Regions from separate parts of the Gossypium arboreum genome. Here region 2 is linked to region 1. Evidence: chromatin contacts called from public Hi-C data. All regions are on one chromosome and are shown on one strand. The core of a region is the stretch at or near the end of the contact, and the rest is flanking DNA. Distances in the headings are between cores, read along the strand shown. Region 1 holds the start of LOC128296668 (receptor-like protein 13). Region 2 holds the start of LOC108469769 (L10-interacting MYB domain-containing protein).

Region 1 (6,790 bases), core at 3,644-6,143:
AATTAGTGAGGAAAAATCAATGCAATGGCGCCCAACTTTTGGAGTAAGACAGGATTCCAAGTTGTCTATAAAGTCCAAGGCTTTGGTTGATTCAAATGCACAAAGGTATCAAGTGTGTGGTTTGTTGATTTAGAGAAGATGGAGGCTAAATCGTTTTGGGTACTACTCACTACACTTCTGTTCATCATACGAGGGTGGCGACAGATTGAGGGGTGCTTGGAGCAGGAGAGAATTGCTCTCTTCCAACTCAAATCTTTCTTCAATGACCCTATCGAATTGAAGGACTGGGTAGATGTGAAGGGTTCGAATTGTTGTCAATGGGAAAGAGTTAAGTGCAACATCACTAGTGAACGAGTAATAAGTCTCAATCTCAATGGCGCACGTCGAAGTACTTCAAAGGGGTATCTCAATGTCTCTTTATTTCTTCCATTTGAAGAATTGAAGAGTCTTCATTTGAGTAACAATAAAATTGAAGGTTTTGTGGATAATAAAGGTTCGTTGTTTTTCATCTCTATCCTAACTGATTAATCCTTGAAATTTAATTTAATGTTTTTATATTTATTTCGTTTATTTTATTATTGTAAATTAAGACAATCATTACCAATAACTTTCTGTTATATGTAGTATCTTTATTATCAGCTTTCGACAACTTGGAATTCCTCCGCTTATACGGCAATAACTTTAATGACAGTATCTTATTAAGTAAGCTTCTTTTAAACTAAATTAAAATGTAGTGATTACTAAATTCTCTATTAATTTATTTCATCGTACTCTTATTAAATTTCTTTTAATTAATTTTAATTAGCTGTGAATAAGCCTTGATACATGTTGATACTTGATATATTTCATTGCTCTTGGATAGAATTAAAGAGTTTGACAAACTTGAAGACGTTAGATTTAATGTTCAATAAAATCAGAAATCTTCGATACTTTCAAGGTATATTTAAATTTGATATTCTATATATAATCAACATAATCTGATCTATAAAAGTATATTTATGAACAAGTTAAAAGATGAAAGCTTGACTAATAATTATTCTTTCATATTATACAAACAAATTCTTTTTAGAATTGTATGACATGTATCTTTTACAGGTGAGAAAATGCAACCGATAATAAATTTGGAAGTGCTTGATTTGTATGGTAATCTCTTGAACAACAATGATCTGACATATCTGAAAGGGTTATCAAGTTTAAAGTCCTTGCGCATTGGAGGAAACCAATTGGAAGGGTCAATAGATATTAGAGGTATGTAAAATTTCATAAAATAAAAATAATAAGCTATATGTAAATTACAATTTCATCAACTTTTTAACTGTTAAAAAAATTATATTCAAATATATTCCTTCTTTTAGGGATTTAATTTTTTTACGTAGTAAAATAAATGTATAATTTTTGACCCTCTAATTTTACAAAAAAAAGTTATTTTAGCCCTCAATTTAATTTTTCACCTCTTTTAATCCTTAAATTTATATTTTTTGTCAAATCAATTCAAAATGGATGGAAAAGTTAACATTTGTTATCTTTGCTAATATGGCATACATGTGGATTGCTATGTAGATGACATATCAGCATTTAACTAATTTTAAAAATTTAAGTATTTTTTAATTTTTTTCAAAATTTTAATAATTTTAATGGTTATTTTTTAAAATAGTTTTATTTTTATTTTTAAATTAAAAATTAATTAAATATTAACGTGTCATCTACTTGACAATCCACATGTATACAATATTAGCAAAGTTAAAAAAAGGTTAATTTTCTCTATTCATTTTGGAGTGATTTGACAAGAAACGCAAATTTAAAGACTAAAAGACCAAAAAGTTAAATGGAGGTCTAAAATAATTTTTTTTATAAAGTTGAAAGGTCAAATAAGTTATTATGCCTAAAATAAAATGTATTTGATGACTTTCCTTTATTGAGGAAAGTAGTTGAATTTCATGAACCAAAATTATTGAATTTTTGTCATATGATTTTGTTTGACTAATAAAAAAGTTATTTGATTGATTTGAATAGTGTTGAATAATCTGACAAAGTAAAAGGAGTTGTACTTGATGGACAATAAAATTGAAAGCCTCCTATCTCCCCATGGTATGTGTCGATATATTTTACTTTATCATATTCTTATATATACATATTAATATCTTATTTAATAGTTTATTAGTAATAAATTTATTTATCTAAATGTTTTGTAGATGGTGAGAGGTCACTTAATTTGACCAATTTAGAAGTGCTTTATTTGGGTAACAACTTCTTCAACAACAGTTTATTAGCACAGCTAAGTGGGCTTTCCAATCTAAAGTCATTGTATATGTACAATAACCAGCTTAAAGGATCAATAAATATCAAAGGTGGAATTACTTAACATATTTAATTTTCCTTTAAATCAAATAAACTACTGGTTGAATTATTGCATTTATCATGTATGATTTAATTTTAAATTATATTTGTCGATCTTCACAGAATTATTTGATATTTTGAGTAACTCAAAGTCATTGAAAAAATATTTTAATTTAAAGAAATGTATAAATTTTATATATTATCGCTTTTACAATTATATAAAAATTATATTAATATATAAATTAAAATTTTATCTCTTCAATATATAAAGTAAAATATAAGTACCAAAATAATAGTATTTCAATTTCTATATTTTTTCTGTGTTATCAAATTTTTAGTATTAAATTTAAAAATAGTATTTTAATTAATAAATACAATTAATTTGTACATAGCACGAAAAAATAGTATTTTAATTAAAATTTTATCTCTTCAATATATAGTTTTGTAGATGTGGAATTTATTATTGTTACCTTATATAATAGTTGCATCTATAAAGTATATAGTATATTTTATTAAATTAGTTCTTTATAATAATATGTTGTCTCACATTTTAACACAACTAATTCTATTTTTAAGTGAAAAAATAAATAAATTTTAGTTCAGTTATTATTTCAACAAAATGTTTAAATTTTATATAAAATATATTAATCATATTTTATTAAAAGAAAATATTTTTAATAAATGGAATTACATTAATAAATTTTGTTAGAGATATAATTTGAATCTCGTTAAGTGATATTTTTATTAATATATTATAATTTTTAATTTAATTTTTTTAAAATTCAAATATGGTCTAAATATTAAATATTGTTATAAGTATATCACAATCACTTATCTATAACAACCATTATTTTGTTAGACGAATATGGTTGTTATATGGAAGTTGAATATAACTAAATTTTTGTGATGATTACTTTATTCGACTGACAAAAAATGCATTGGATTGATTTGGATAGTATTGAATAATTTGACGAGGCTAAAGATGTTGAATTTGAGAGAGAATAAAATTGAGAGCCTCCAATCTCCCCATGGTATGTGTTGATATGTTTTACTTTATCATATTCTTATATATACATACCTGTATCTCATTTAATATTCCATTAGTAATAAATTTGTTTAACTAAATGCTTTGTAGATGGTGAAAGGCCACTAAATTTGACCAATTTAGAAGAGCTTAATTTGGATTACAACTCTTTCACAAACAGTTTATTGGCACAGCTTAGTGGGTTTTCCAATCTAAAGTCATTGACGATAGGGAATAACCAGCTTAAAGGATCAATAAATATTAAAGGTGAAATTACTTAATCTATTTAATCTTCCTTTAAACGAAACAAATTAATTGTTGAGTTATTGCATTTATTCTATGTGATTTAATTTTAAATTTTATTTGTCGATCTTCATAGAATTATTAGATTCTTTGAGCAACTTAGACGAGCTAGACATAAGCGGGAGTGATGTGAAGGAATTTGTGCCCATAAAGAATAAAGGTATATGTATCAACTAAGGAAAGTCTTACTAATTACTTGCCATTAGATATCTAGTGAACTGATGCCAACCACTAATTTGACTATCAGAAAATGGAAGTTTGGGAAAGCTAAAGATTGCTACATTAGACAATGTGTTCACTGGTGGAACTACTTCTCTAATACAGCTTCTGGAGACATTCTCATCTGTTAAGACTTTATATTTGAGACACAATCACTTCAATAACACATTTTCTACTCAAGGTATAATATGTATGTATGTGAATATATAAATTTATAATTTGATTCCATTTGAAAATATTATTTATTTAACATCAGTCATTTAAATAACTCTTATACACTTGTAAAGATCAATTGCATGTGTCGAGCAAAATAGAGGAATTAGTGTTGGATTCGTCATCTCTCAACAACAACATTCTTCAAAGCATTGGTGTATTGGCTTCTCTTAAAATTTTGTCTTTGAATGGTTGTGGGCTGTCTGGGACATTACCTACTCAAGGTAAATTAATAATTATGACATAATTATTTAGACAATCTCTTGATAAATTTTTTTATGCTCCTAGAATATTTAAATAATTTGTACAAATTTATTTTACAAGATGGTGCGATTTACGGAAATTTGAGGTGTTGGATCTTAGTGAAAATGCTCTTGAAGGAACACTCCCTTCATGTTTGGCTAACTTGTCATCTCTTCATTATTTGGATATTTCCGATAATCAATTCGCCGGAAAAGGTGCCTCCACTGCTCTAGCCAATCTCACTTTGCTTAGATTCATTTCTCTTTCACGAAACTTATTCGAAGTTCCGTCCATTTTCCTATCATTTTCCAACCACTCACACCTCAAAGTCCTCTTAGGCAGTCAAAACAAGTTAGTCAAAGAGCCTACCATTCAAACATGGGTCCCAAAGTTCCAACTAAAAGCCTTCCGTTTGTCGAATTGCACAGCAAAGGAACTCCACATTGAAATTCCAAAATTCCTCTATTACCAAAATGACCTGAGTATTATTGATCTTTCATATAATAATTTTAGAGGGAAGATTCCTTTTTGGTTGTTAGAGAACAATACAAGAATGGAAGCATTTTTAATGAAGGGTAACTCTTTTATGGGTCATTTCAATCTTCCATCTCATTCGAATCCAAGCATGGCAGCTGTTGATATATCTGACAACAAAATACAAGGTCCCATTCCAGCAAACATTTGTTCGATCTTTCCACAACTATTTGGGTTACATCTATCAGGCAATTTCCTTCAAGGTAATATTCCTCCTTGTTTGGGTAGTTTGAATACTAGAGACTTAATATTAGATCTATCACATAATCAACTATCAGGAGGAATACCAGAAATGTTAGCTCAAAGTGACTCGTTGAGGTTTCTTAGGCTATCAAATAATCATCTAAGTGGGAAGATAACCCCAACTATCCTTCGCTCATCTTCATTATATTTGTTATATTTAGATGGCAATAACTTTGATGGAAATATACCTGGCATTGATATCTCAACTATCCCATCATACCCTCTTCAAGATGTGGATTTAAGTAACAACAATTTGTCTGGGGAACTCCCAAGATGGATATGGAATGTGACAGATTTAAATATATTGGCAGTATCCAACAATCAGCTCCAGGGTCTCATTCCGATAGAATTGTGCTATTTGGATTCTCTCAATATTTTGGACCTCTCAAAAAACAATTTTTCTGGCCCAATACCATCTTGCTTTGATGCACAATCTATTGAACATCTCCATTTGAGCAAAAATAGATTAAGTGGAACCTTGACAAATGCATTCTTTAATAGCTCTTCCTTGGTGACTTTAGATCTTAGTGAAAACCAGTTGACTGGGAAAATTCCATACAGGATTGGAACTCTTTCGGCTTTAAGTGTCCTCCTTCTAAAAGCCAATTATTTTATCGGAGAAATTCCCATTGAGATGTGCAAATTGTATTCGTTAAGCATCATTGATCTTTCTCAAAACAAGCTTTCTGGTTCGATACCTTCTTGTTTGAGTAATCTAACTCTTAAGCCAAATTATAAAAAATCTTCAATGAGGAACTATCAGACGACGCTTGAAGGAATCATGGATAGACCTAATTACTTTGGAATGACCGAATTTGAGTGGTCCACTTTAAGAGGAGAAATGTCATTGGATGTATATCCCTCTATTGAGGATCAAATAGAAGAAACGGTAGAGTATACAACAAAGAGAGTATCTTACACGTACAAGGGAAACATTCTTGAGCTCATGTCTGGAATTGATTTATCATGTAATAGATTAACAGGTGAAATCCCCACAGAGATTGGAAATTTGAGTGAAATTCGATCATTAAACTTGTCACACAATAATTTGACTGGACATATACCGTCAATGTTCTCAAAGTTCAAGCAAATTGAGAGTCTGGATCTTTCTCACAACAACCTAATCGGAAGAATCCCTACTCAATTGACAGAGTTGTACACCTTAGCAGTCTTCAATGTGTCATACAACAACTTGTCAGGGAGTATTCCGCCTCCGAAAGCTCAATTTGGAACCTTTGATGAAAGCAGTTATATGGAGAATCCTTTTCTCTGTGGGCCTCTCCTACATAAAAATTGCATCGACCTTGATTCACCCCCGACAGCAGCACCAAATACCTCAAACAACGAAGAAGAAAGTGGTTTGATGGACAAGTATGTTTTTTGGGTGACCTTTTTTGTTTCTTATGTAATTGTGTTACTGGTTATTGTTCTCATCCTGTATATAAATCCTTACTGGCGTCAAGCATGGTTTTCTTTTGTTGAACACTGCATCAAGACTTGCCAGTATTTTATTGAGGACAATCTTCTGCGGTTTCTCATCTTCAAAAGAAGCGGGTAGCCTTGTGCTTTGGTGGTTTACATTTGTATGTAATTGTTTTTCAAAGTTTGTTTGGGTTCTTTGCTTTAAAGTTTTTAAAGGTAGAATGTAATATCTTTGTTATGTAATAATTGATA
Region 2 (7,574 bases), core at 4,872-7,371, 390 kb before region 1:
TGTGTAATATTTATTTTCAATACATATCATGAGTGTAAATTTTAATATTATATATTTTGTATGTATATTTAAAATATTTAAAATAAAAAATAAGAATAACATAAAATCTTTATTCACCAAACACTTTTATGATGGTTACTATACGTCACATTCCAATACGCCAGAAAATTGTAAGTGGCAGATTATACTACGCTAATCAAATAACTTTACAGCTTTACGCCTTAAACTCAGATCCGCCAAACTCAGGATGTGACATTCATCCTTCTACAGTCTTGTATTATAATTAATTACAGTAATTTCATGCTAATTTTAAAATATTTACCCTTTAGTCCCTAAGTTCAAATTTAATAATTTCCACTTTTAAAACTAGTCTCCTTTTTTTTTTTTTAATCTAAGCTCAAAATCTATCAATTTAATACAAGAAGTTTCAAGATTCAACAATGACAACTTTTTTTAAACTTTAACAATTTCACAAATTGATATACAGGCTAACTAAATCAAACTTTCAAGAACTTTCAAGACCCAAAAACATAAAAAATTATAAGCTTACCAAATCAAGGACTAAAGCTTGAACGTTGGTAAGGGTTTTCTTTTTCCTACATACGGCCTTTGGAAGAAAAGATGAAAGAGAATTTTTTTTTTCTTTTAATTTCCTTTATATAGTTAGATTAAATTTAATAAAACTTGGTCAATTAACTTAGTACTACACATCATTAAGCAAATATAAGTGGATGATGGCATCATCATCCAACATCCAACATTATAAATAGGTTCAATTGTTCAATTGATCCTTTAACTAATTAAAATTCATAGTGATTAATTTTACCACTTTTATAATTTAGTCCTTACACTTTAATTAACTCTCCTATTGATAGAATTAAAGAACCAAAATTTAAATAAACCTTATACTAATCTCGTAAATATTAAATATAATAATGTTTACAAGCTCACTCATTGAAATAGAGTTCAAAACCATTATTTTCGATACTATTGAAAACAGGCCATTACAATAATAAATTTAGCCTCCAATGTTTACAAATTCTATCGGTTTGATCCTAATTCTAAAAATTCAATATATTTAGCCCTTAACCTTACACATTCTACCAATTTAATCTTGATTCTTAAAAATTCAAAATAAAAATATTTAAAATTTCATTTTACTATAAAAATACATAAGAATTTATAAAAATTAAATAAATATAAATAATAACTACAATTTTTCTTGTAAGGACTAAATTGAAATTTTTATAAAATACGATGAACTAGAAGTGAAAATTTTCTAATTAGTATGGAGGGATTAAACTTGAAATTAGATCATGAAAACTACAAAGCAATGTTAATTGGATAAGTACAAAAAACACCAAAATAACCAAAAAACACCTTCCTGTAATAGCGAGTGGCTGTCATAGAAAGGGTTGATTGTATATGCATATATATCTCAATTACATCCACATAAATATATTTAAATGTAAATTTTACAGTTATAAGAATTTAATTTAAGAATTATTAATTTTAAATGTAATTATAAAAAAATTAAAATGGTTAAGATAAAAAATTTAAAAGTTGGTTTAAAATATTAAAATTTTGTACGAACTGGTACGGGTTATTAAATACTGGTAATGATTGAAACAAGTCAAAACACACTAAAATGACCGAAAAGCACCGAAATTTTAACCGAAACAAAACATAAACTATTTGATACCAATTTAGAACCGATATGGTAGGTACTAGCTGGTACGGTACCGACTACCAACTCCATCTACTCCCCATATCTTAGCCGGCGCATCGACACACTGGTTTCCTTAAAAGCATGCTTCATTGTGGTTTGTTGGAATTCCCTGAATATCGAAGAAAACAAATGGTTACTTAGAGACGTATTCACAATATTCTCAATAAGACTAATAACATTAGTAGCATTAAGTTGAATTTCCATATTAACAATATCAAGAGATTTTGCAAGATGGAGGGCAGCCCACAACCCCAGTTCGACACTGATAGCTCTCGGAATAAACTCTTAGCTCTATCCTTGTCCCTCATGGCTTCATAATGAACTCTTAGCTCTATCCTTGTCCGAGTCCCCACCGAAGAATCATAGATATTAAGCTTGTGCCAACCAAGAAACCTACAATGGTGGAGATTGGCTTTCGTTTGATTGGTGTGGAGAAAGCATAGAACTCTCGTCTCCTGCTTTAGCCAAAATGGCATCAACTGCATTAGCAAAATGACAATCAGCAGAAAGAAACAACAAAATTGCTAGTTAACCAAACCTGCCACATAAAGAAACAAAAGACAAATTTCCATGGAACTTTAAGGACTTGCATCCACTTTTTAGAAGTAATATTAATAGAAATCCAATCCTTTCGGTCCAAATTCCCAAAATTATTACGAGGGACTGGTGGGTTAAATTCCATGGAATTTTAACAATTAATCGAATCAAGATTGCTCAATTATCCTTTAACCAGATCATAAGCACTAGAGAGGCTAAATCGGCCATTTGGGGAAGGACCTCAGGTGAGTGTATCCACCTCATTATAGTAGACGGATGCTAGACTATTAAGCAGAGTTATTAACAACGGCTGAGACTGGTAAGAGACCATTGTCCCAGCCTCGCCCAACTTATTCGAAAGTTAAAAGCTCTTCACCTCGATTCAACAAGTTTTTTAATTGCCCAATACCCACCCCAATTCTCATGCCAAAAACTAATGGATGGTGCCAGGAATTAAGTTGCATTACATAAAATAGTTGGGGATAACAACCATGGATGGTAGCTTGTATAACCCTGAACCCTCAATTATTTATATTCAAAGCCGATTTCATATTCAAATTAAAATATAAGCTTATTCCTATAGATACAAATATACATCAGAGCAAATATTTAGACTTTCTCGGCCATTTTCATAAGATTCTTGAAACTTTAGTCTGCCAAATTACTTGCTAACTCTGACTCTACTCACTGAATTTACATTCACCATGACACATATCTAAACCATTCCATTGAAACTAGACACAACTCGATTAAACTCACTGCTGAGGACGAAGCTTCCGTAACAGCCACTTCTTCCTCAGTTTAACATCCAATGCCATAAAAGTTTTTGCTTTTATTTCATCTTCCAGCAAGTCACATGCATCCAATATAAGATCTTCGTCCATGTCAGGTAGTGCCTGTACTGCTGTAATCACATTCTCTATCGGAATGGAGTTGGTGTTCCCATCATCCTTCTTCTCCGCTAAAGACGAAACCACGCTTGCCATCTCTCGGAGAGCACTGGCCATGTCATCATCTTCGCCTCGTGATTTCTTTGTATGTGCAGAATTTAACCTGTTTTCTGGTTGACGTTTGCACTTCAGGTTAGATCCATTTGTGTTTGAATCCCGATGTGCTGGCTCCAGCACATCACCTATTTCATCTTCACCCGAAACAGATGTTACAGGAGATGGAGAACACTTGGTTGCTTGCCCCAGCTTCACTTCTTGAACCCTGTTTTCTGGGTCCGTACATTGAAGGGAAAAGCAATCACTTCCATCAGGATATGGGGAATTGCATATCAAACACAGGTCTTTATAGTACGGCACTGGTCGAGTCATGAATTGTCGTGCATCCTTATGTCCCTGCATGTTAGTACATAACAGCTTTTTCAAATCCCATATAATGAAACCATTATTATAATGATATGCATCAAAAGTCTCTCTATTACTTCTCAACGGGCTTTTAATAGTATACCAAACAAATCGATGAACAAAATGAAATAAAGGCGGTATCATCTTCCTCGTAACATTGTTACCCTTAAACTGCACCACTCAAACTCTTCATTTTAATTGAGGAACCCATGTCCAACACATATTCCAATAAAAGTATGGGAAGATGACCCTTAAAATACATGAAAAACTTAGAAAAAGTTTAACATACTCGTGTCACATCCATATCGACATATCAAAACAACATCGATCTAAAGAAATAAAACAATGCCATGAATTCTTGATGGTGGATATTAAGTGGCTTCCATGTAGATTATGCATGCATCAGGTACGATTTAACATAGCTGAACATCTTATGGATAATATGGCCTAGACTATATAAGCATCGACAGCAGTTCAAGTATTACATGTAATACCTTGATGTAGTCTTGCCATACACTATCATCAGCAATCACCATTTGACGGTCATCGTCCCAAGTAAATCCATCCAGTTGAAGAAGATTCTTTATTACATTATATTGTCTTCTTAGAGTTTTATACCGATTCTTTAGTATGTCCACATCATAATTAAAACCGAATTTCGCATTAAATGAAGCAATCATCTCTGTCCATGCCTGCTTGCAAAATACACCATCAATCTGGTTCCCATTCTGCAATTGCTCAAGCATAAGATCAATGAAAAACCGGTCCATTGGTGGTTGCCAGTACATTCTAGTACGACTATATAGTGGGTTTGTTGTTGCATTCAGCGTCGTCTCTGTTGTGTCCTCCACTTCTAGTGGCAAACAGATAAAATCATCACGCACAACAATTTCATGAACAGCCTCCACAGTTCCTTTATTGCCACATTCTGGTTGAGCAGCAGATCCTGTTATATCGTCACCTGAGTGTGATGATGTCTCAGGCAAATTAAAGCCTGGTATCATATTATATCAGCAACATATGAAACCTTCTAACAATGAGATACACCAGACTCATGTTACCCGGACTCTTCTGTTCCTAAAATATCCATGTTTAATGCCTGTGTCCGACAAATATTTGGACATAGATACGGTTTATGATCCTCCACGTATATGGAAAAGCTTAGAAAAAAGAGCATGCTCGTGTTATGCATGTATTCATACCCAAGACTCAACCCCGAGTACCGGTAACAAAGCCCTAGACAAAGAATTAGTAGTATCAAGGATAGAACTTTTACCCTTTATACTAACTATCCTATCTCGATACATAAAACAAAAATCATTAATGAAAAAGGTCGATGCATATCCGTATCTGAAACTCACTCTAAGTTCAAAACCGGACACGGAGTTAGTCATGTCAAGGACAAAATTATAACCCTTTTTAAAAATTACCCTATCTCCATAAATAAACACAAAGATCATTCATGAAAAAACTTCGAACAAAGTCATGCGAACTAGTCTGGAGTCCGGAAATATTCATATTCAAACCCGACATTCAGAGTGGACCACCAAACTTAAGACCTAGTAGTATCAACGATTGAATCATTACCTGTTTTCCTAGCTGAATTATCTCCATATATAATACCCAGATCATCGTAGTAAGGAATAGTTTTAACTCTGTAAGGACGCACATCTGGGCTTACCTGTAAATAAGAAAACCCGTAAGATCCTGCAATGCAAAAAAACCCTCAAAATCATCAAATAAGTAAAGCATTGAACCTTGATATATTCATCCCAGATTTTATTCTCGGCGATCACCATTTGTCGAGTCGAATCCCAGTTAAAACCCTTCTGATTCAACAGGTTCTTAACAGCTTTGTACAGATTCCTCAGTGTTTTGTGCCGGTTTTTCAGCACATCCATCTCGTATTCGAACTTGAACCTCTCGTTGAACGATGAATTCATGTTCATCCATGCCGTTTTGCTGAAAACATGGTCATCGAACCTATTACCTTTATTGAGTTGCTCCAACATGAGATCGATGAAATATCGGTCCATCTCGGGTGTCCATATCGTCCTTGATCGATCCAAATTGCTCTTGGCACGGATACCCATTCTTGAACAACGTAAAAAGACAAGGCACCATCAGAATCGAAAGGCAAGAATTATAAATCAATGTAAACATTTGGGCATGAAATAAAAAAAATCAAATTAAAAACGAACCACAAAAGAAAAGGTGAAGAAGAGAGAGAGAGAGAATGGGTTTAGTTGAGTGAAAAATGTATACCTTGGATTCGACTCTGGGAAAATGGAGGGGCAAGAACCTGGGTTTTCTGCAAATGTCGGGATAAGGTTTTCCTGGATAGTGCTATGAATGCTTGGCGGCTGGAATTAGATCATAGACAAGAGGAGCGGAGTATCCCAATTCTGCATTTATCCCAAATTGCAAGGATAAGATCGTTTATCATTTTCACAGATTAGGCCTGACAAAGAGCCCAAATGTTTATCAATAAATTCAACATATTCATATTTCATAATTAAACTTAAGGTAATGTAGATATTATTTTGGTCACTGAAATTTGTTTATGTCATTTTTGTTATTCTCATTTAAAATTTGAAAATTATAGTCACTGTTAAAATTTATTAATCTTAAATTTTTTTATAATTTTGTTAATACAATAAATTTTGTGTTAATTGAGAATTTGTTTAAATTAAATACATCGATGAATATAATTTTATTTGAGTTTTAGAGTTGATTTGATAAATTTTAATTGTTAATAATTATGAATATTCATTAAATTAACTTTAAACTTGAATTAAGAACTACAAAATTAACATTGTTACATTTAGATATCAAAATATATATAACTTTTGTAAATTATATGTACTAAATTAAACAAAAAATAACACAAATACTATATTAAAAAGTATCAAAATAAGATATCAAATTAGATATTAAGCCTTCCAAAATTTAAAATTTAAGCAGGTGAGATTCAATGGTGTCATTTCTCGCCATTGACTCTTCCAAAAATAAATTCTCTCAACCATTTGCCAAAAGAAAATTTTGTCCCACCAAATTAAATTATAAACATTATTTGAATTTATCATCCCTTCCAATTACAAATAAATTACTATTTACATAATAATAATATAATGATGACATAAACCTGTCAATTTTAACTCGAACTTGATGATTTAACTCGATTAACTCAATTTTATTATTAGAAGTCAACGACTTGAATCAAAAGAAGTAATTTAAAGTGACCCAAACTTAAATTAAATATTGTTGAGACATTTTTCAAGGAGTGTCTAAACCAATAACTAGACCAATGCCAATTGGTAGTAGCATTGTCTACTTGAAAAAACGGACATGTCTGAGTTGGCAAATTTTTGTAACAAACATGTTTTGGTTGTGCTTCTTGCTATTACTTTGGATGACTACCAACCAATCTTTAATATCTAAACTACACATAACAACTTATCTTGGTGATTTGTTTGGATTCAGATCAAAGTAATCAACTTCTCATAATTGGTGGATTGGATCGAATCGGGCTAAAGTAGAAAGTATATCCTCATTATTCAAGATTTATCCTGTGATGTTTTGAGAAATATTCTTTGTGCAAGTTGTCCTGCTTAATTTGAGGGAGATTAATTGTAAAAGATATAGTATGTTAGCAAGTCTCATTTACTTATTTATTGTGAAGACTTGTATACATTTTGTAGTGATAGAAAGAGCACTTTATCTTATTCACTGTGGAACGTTTATATTAGTGCATTGAAGTGTAATAATCAAGTGCGTGACTTGGTTAGTATCCTCAGTTTTTAAGGGAAAACTTAGAAGGACATGTTTAAATCTTAGGTACAAAAGTGTATAGTCGAAACTGGTGAGTGTTCAAGTTTTAAAATACTTGTTGCATAAGATGCAAGATAATGAATATTCTACCCTGAACTACGTAAATATCTCTTATGTTATTTATT

What was found. Hi-C and Micro-C count contacts between places; a contact is called where the count stands out from the background.
Region 2: a contact with region 1 is called in a Hi-C map of leaf, with 2.9 times the contacts expected there. The contact joins the promoter of LOC108469769 here to the promoter of LOC128296668 in region 1. A contact is called at or near these places in 2 of 5 Hi-C or Micro-C datasets (both in leaf).

The regions. Positions count from the first base shown.
Region 1 is chr8:136,137,901-136,144,690 of ASM2569848v2, reverse strand. LOC128296668 (receptor-like protein 13) reads left to right here and starts at 4,893. Exons shown (of 1, transcript XM_053032118.1): 1 at 4,893-6,674. The coding sequence starts at 4,893. The coding sequence ends at 6,674. LOC108468598 (receptor-like protein 14) reads left to right here. Exons shown (of 9, transcript XM_053031904.1): 1 at 1-493; 2 at 625-702; 3 at 1,096-1,248; 4 at 2,014-2,088; 5 at 2,193-2,348; 6 at 3,294-3,368; 7 at 3,473-3,628; 8 at 3,741-3,824; 9 at 3,912-4,151. The coding sequence starts at 2,052. The coding sequence ends at 4,093.
Region 2 is chr8:136,530,278-136,537,851 of ASM2569848v2, reverse strand. It overlaps LOC108469769 (L10-interacting MYB domain-containing protein), which reads right to left and starts at 6,121. Exons shown (of 5, transcript XM_053018076.1): 1 at 5,884-6,121; 2 at 5,376-5,712; 3 at 5,206-5,299; 4 at 4,113-4,564; 5 at 2,792-3,609. The coding sequence starts at 5,711. The coding sequence ends at 3,022.